2 separate regions of the Sus scrofa genome follow, and region 1 is linked to region 2. Evidence: chromatin contacts called from public Hi-C data. All regions are on one chromosome and are shown on one strand. Each heading gives the region's core, a stretch centred on a gene start, on an enhancer-like site or on the middle of the called end of the contact. The rest is flanking DNA. Distances are from core to core; before and after follow the strand shown.

Region 1 (2,789 bases), core at 43-2,542, 180 kb after region 2:
CTTTCGGAAGAGCTGCGCCCAGTGTCTTCGTCCAGGGGAAATTTGGCCGTCTCGCCTTTGGTCTCCCCCGCTGGCTCTGCCCGGTGGGGGTTCAGAGAGGGTGGACCTGCCCCAACTGAGGGGAATCGGGAGCGGGAGTCTCTGCAGGAGTCGTAGCGCCGCTGTTCCCGATGGCGACGGGGTGGGGGGTCCTGGGGCTGGACCCGCTGCGGTGGGACTCAGCCGCCTAACCCCTCTCCCCTCCCCTCCCCTCCCCTCCTGCTCACAGAGGGTTCCAATAATATTCAATTGCGTCTCAGGCTCTCGGGCTTCAAACTCATGCTCAGGCTTGCAGGTCTCTTGATTCAGCCAAGTCCCTCTGCGCTCCTTCCTTAATTAGATAAAGTAGGGGGGCGGGGGCTGGGGGTGGGGTACTGAAGGGACCCCTGAGGCGCTGGACTCAGCCAACGAAAGAGGTCAGAATCTGCGCTATCACAGACCTTGAGGGACCTTGGAGCGAAATGGAGGGGGACGGTCCTGTACTGATCACCGTCAAATAGGGAGCAGCTGACCCGTGAGAAGTGCTGTTAGGAAGATCCAGTCCTCCATCCCCTTGAAGGATGTGTGGGCTTTAAGGCTCCAGGTCCCACCGTGCCCCCTGCAGCCTTGAAGCCTGGCTTCCAGTTCCATACCTTGCCAGGCTCCGGGAAGAATCTGGGCGGCAGAGATGGTCCCTGGTGGCTCAAGTTTAAGAAGTATGCCCCTGGGATTCTGGAGGTGGAGGGAGGAAGGGTGAATGGAGAAGCGGGGTGAGGTAGGGAGGGATGGGTGCCCTGGGAGACTTTGAGGAAGAAATACCCCACTTCCACCCTCTTCGGCCTGCAACAGACACATAGATTCCAGAGAATTTCAGAGCCTCTGGAGAGGCTGCCTCTGCTTCTTTACTCCTGAGTTCAAAACTATGCGAAACCAACTCTTCATCCACCTGCTGCTTTGCCAGGATTTTTTTTTTTTTTATGTTGTTTTTGGCTCCCTCAGTTTTCAGTTCAGTTTTGAGCTGTCCAAACTATTTAAAAGTGTCCTCCTTAAACTGAGACTCAATCCTAGTCTTTTGAAAAAAATACCCTCACTTCAGAGGAGATATTCTTTTCTCCCCATTCCTTCCTTCAACCACCCTCTTAATAATCCCTGTTCTCAGAGATGTTTGTGTTTTATTTTTTTCCCAATGGCAAAACAACCTTCCCACTGCCCTGTGCCCCATCCCAACTTTCCTAGCACACAGGTGTTTCAAACCCATGCCAATGATTTGTAATCAGCAAACACTGGTTAAGCTTTGGAGCAATCCCCCCAAGAGTCAGAGGCAAGCACCAATTTGACTTATTTGAATGGATGTCCTTCAATTTTAGGAAGGTCCTGTTTTTATTACCCAGCAGATAAGACAGAGCCTTGGATGCCTGTGGCTGTAGATAACTTCTGATGTTTTCATTCCCCTTGCTTAGCTGCTGCTTCCAGGTTAACTTTATTTTATCACCTGTCCATTTTTAAAGAAAGCCTGATAACATCTCTCTAATAGATCTGGGGTCTGAGTTCAGAGTAGGTCAAAGGTACTAAGATGTGGGGAGAGGGATAAAAATAGAAGGAGAATTAGCAAGTACCGCTGGGACACCCGTGTTAATCAGGCACTGAATAAAGCCCAGAATCTCTTCATTTACCTCTGGTGGAAAGTTCTGATGGTCTCACAGGATCAAACTCCAACCACTTCAAAATGAACTGATTTCCCCTGAGCATTCCATAAAGGAAAGTCTCCCTCTATGGTAGGAATGGCTGTTAAATCCTGGGCAGTTTTGAATGGTCCGATGAGAGGCACCTGGCTAGAATGGAACCAGAAATCTGCTGACTGTGTTACGGTGTGAAAATGCTCACGTACTTCAAACCTACATGGTTCCTGTGAGTGCTCCGTCCATCTCCTGTTTATTCTTGCAGACTCACTCCCGTATATTGGGAGCAGGAGCCAGTGGAGTCCAGTGAGCTTCTCAGCATGAAAAGCACGTTCCTAGAGCTTCTAATTATTTCTTTAAAAATAGCTGCTCCGAGGTTTGTGAATTGTGGTGGGATGTGTGTGTATGTGTGTGTGTTTCATGGCATGTGGAAGTTCCCTGGCCAGGGATTGAATCTGAGCCTCGGCTGCGGCAGCACTGGATCCTTTAATCCACCGCACCAGGCCGGGGATCGAACCCTCAACTCTGTAGAGGGACCTGAGCTGCTGCAGGCAGATTCTTAACCCACTGTGCCACAGCAGGAACTGCCTATGAACTCTTTTTCTTTCTTTCTCTCTTGCTTCCTTTTATTTATTTATTTATTTATTTATGCTTTTTAGGGCTGCACCTGAGGCATATGGAAGTTCCCAGGCTAGGGGTCAAATCAGAGCTACAGCTGCCAGCCTACATCACAGCCATAGCAATGTGGGATCAGAGCCGAGTCCATGACCTACACCACAGCTCACTGCAACGCCGGATTCTTAATCCACTGAGCGGGACCAGGGATTGAACCTACATCCTCGCGGATACTAGTCAGGTTCTTAATTTGCTGAGCCATGATGGGAGCTCCCTGTGAATTGTTTTTTAATTGTATTTCAAAGATGTTCTGTTTATCTCCAGGTTTCTGGTAGCAACGTGGCATTTTGCTTGAATCCTTGCTTTGTCTTATGGAGATCCAGCTTTTGGAGGTTTTGCTTAAAAATTGCCTTATACAACAGGGTTTCTTGATCTGCATGTGGACTTCTGATTTGAAAATAATGCTTTCCAGGAGTT
Region 2 (2,700 bases), core at 26-2,525:
GTCACTGCTCAAACTGTGCCCAGGCTATCTCCCTGGCCAGATACAGGGAGGGCAAGGACAGTCAGACCCCTCTGTGCCCTTTCCTCCCCTTGCCTGTCAGAGCGGGTGGAGGACACCTTGCTTGGAGGAGCCACACATTTCCTGAATGCTACAGAATTTATCCCTGTTTCAGGACAGGGTGGACAGTCACAAAGACAAATCCTCTCTGCCCATGCCCCTTCCTGATAGCTCCCTAGCCCGTCTGCTCCATTTCCTGAGTGCCACGGGCCCTTGTGGTTAGCCGGCAGCGACAGGAAAGAGCTGGGGCCAGGCCTTGACCCGGCACGCGGTGTCCACGGCAGGGCAGCGGAGTAGCTTTCCCTGGGGAGGGAGGGTAGAAAGACGGAGGCGGGGGATGAGAATGTCGAGGCCCCAGATGCTGGTGTAGTCTTTTCCCACCGAGACCCGGCGTCTTTAGAAGGCGAGGTAGAACCCTGCGACCTCGGGCGCCTTGGAGGCCAGTGATGGTGCCACGGAACCGCCTTCTCCCGACACCGAAGCGTGTGCGACACGGGGAGGGGGAGCCCCGGGTGGGGGCCCGCGCAGCCCAGGGAGAACCGCGAAGGGGAGCGGGACCCGGTCGCGGCTCGCCGGCTGCGGTGACGTTGGGAGACTTGTTCCCCCCTTTGTCGCCCGCCACTAGCCCGCGCCGCAGGTGACTCTGGCAGCTGCCAGTCGTCTCCGTGCCGACACGGCGCCCCCGCCACAGCCTCCTTCTTGGGCTTTTCCGGCTCCGAGCGCCTCAAACGACCTCGGCGGCCGCCTGCCCGGGCCGCTCCCCGCCCCGCCCCCCGGGCCGCGCGGCAGGGCTTTCTGATGAGTCAGCGGGAGCCCGGGAGCCTCCAGCCGCCCCGGGCATCTGCTCCGGTGACGCACCGTGACTCACGGGCGCCCGGGCAGCCGCAGCCGCCGAGCGCGCAGCGCCGAGCTGAGGAGCCGAGAGCAGTCCCCCGCCGCGGCCGGGCGTCCCCCCGGGGCGGGCTCCACTCCACACCCCGGGCCCCGCACCCCGCACCCCGCACCCCGCGCCGGGCTCCTCCCGCGCCCCCAGCGCCGTCCTCCCCCAGCCCTCCCGCTCCCGCCCGCCCGCCTGCCTCCGGCACCTTCCTCCCCCCTCCCTCGCCTCTCCGCTCCCTTGGCCCAACTCCAAGCTGACATCAGACGCTGGCCGCCCGGCCACCCTCTGAGTCAACAGTTTCCGAAGCCGAGCCCGCTGCCAGGGGCGGGGAGAAAGCGCTGCCTCCGGGGGAGGCGGTGGGGAGCGGAGGCGGCTCGGCCCTGGCAGCCGCGGGAGGGCGGAGGTGGGTGGGGACGAGCAGACCTTTTACAAGAAGTCACGGGGTGGGGGGCTGGCTGTGGGGGGGAACAGGGAGGGTGAAAACCACCCAGCGGAGCCGCCGGGGCGGGGAGGAAACCTGCGCCAGGAGCCACGTGCTGGAGCCGGCGCTGGGTGGGTGGCTCGGGGAGCGGTGGGGGAGGGAGAGGCCCTTGCTGGGAAAGGCCCCAGGCCACGTTTCTGGGGGAGGAGAAGAACCGCGGGTGGACACCCTGGGCCCCAGGCCACCAGGGAACCTTCACCTCCGTCTGGATAATGCAGCCCAGATCTCTTTGATGGGAGCAGCTCTGGCCAAGCCCTGCCTGCTTGGGGTTGGACCTGAAGGAATGCACTGGCCTAACCTAATTGCCTTTTCGGACCTCGGTGGGACGGCGCTGGGGCTGGGACGGGAGGCTCTCCCACCTCACACCCTTCAAAGGGGATGTACGTCCAAGGGTCGAAGAATTGGAGAGCCTAAGTAAACCCAGGGTGGTTGGCTGTCCAGGGAAGGTGGGGGGAGTCGTAGGAAGAAGAAAGGAAGCATGCAAAAGAAGGAAGAAGCATTTAAGCACGTGATAAGGACATAACTGCAGTCCTTGGAAAGGTGGATTTCCTACTCCCTGGGAATTTAAGCCAAAATCCCCTCAGCAGAGAAAATGGATTAGCTGCAGGAAGGAATGAGACACGTTGAGGAGTCTGGGCTGCTTCCGAGTGGTAAGAGGCCAGAGGCTTTGGGTGCTGTGGTCTGCCACTGTCTGTTCAGCAACCCCCTTGAGAGGCTGCCTCCTGTGGTTCCAGGATGCTCAAGAAGGGCTAGAGACCCTTTAAGAAGCACCCACCTGCAGTGGCCTAAGTGGCACCTAGAAACTTCTGTAAACCCTTACGGTTTTTCCTGCCTAATCAATCAGGAAGGGAGAGGAGCCAGGAAGTCAAGGCGGCAAACCTCCACAGGTGCCTGGGTTTCCTCCCCTGCCCTCCATCTCACCTCACTCCCCCCACCCATGGACCCCCCCCCATGACCCCCTCTCCCCGCCCCCTGCAACCAGGAGCAAACACAACTGCCACTGGTGGGCCCCCTGCTGGAATTTATTCTCAGTCTCTTTTCCAGCTTTGCCATGCTGTTCTTTCAAAGCCACAGCTCAACAAGTGATGCCAGCCCAGGGAGGGGGTGTCGTCTGTGTCTCCTCTTGCAGGCGGAAGCAGCACCACAGCCGGGAGAACAAAACCCGTTTGGATCTGTCCAGAGCTGTTTGTCAGTACTGCCTTCCAGGACCACGTGAGCTGCCTCTTGCCCCACGTGACCCTCATTCAAACTCAGGGAGAACGAGAGCTCCCGGGCCCCTTCT

Evidence for each region. Hi-C and Micro-C count contacts between places; a contact is called where the count stands out from the background.
Region 1: a Hi-C map of liver shows a contact between it and region 2, with 2.2 times the contacts expected there. The contact joins two enhancer-like sites. A contact is called at or near these places in 5 of 47 Hi-C or Micro-C datasets (alveolar macrophages, embryonic fibroblasts, epiblast stem cells and 1 more) and 2 of 2 datasets of contacts at active chromatin or transcription factors (alveolar macrophages and skeletal muscle).

Annotation. Positions count from the first base shown.
Region 1 is chr4:34,452,484-34,455,272 of Sscrofa11.1, forward strand. No RefSeq gene overlaps it. Among named protein-coding and RNA genes, the nearest start is that of KLF10, 24 kb to the left of the region's middle. Within about 2 kb of position 1,293, at least 3 of the 83 cell types and tissues checked have an H3K27ac peak or open chromatin away from gene starts, as enhancers often do. A contact at or near this core is called in liver, where this site is marked.
Region 2 is chr4:34,268,041-34,270,740 of Sscrofa11.1, forward strand. No RefSeq gene overlaps it. Among named protein-coding and RNA genes, the nearest start is that of AZIN1, 43 kb to the left of the region's middle. Within about 2 kb of position 1,276, at least 67 of the 83 cell types and tissues checked have an H3K27ac peak or open chromatin away from gene starts, as enhancers often do. A contact at or near this core is called in liver, where this site is marked.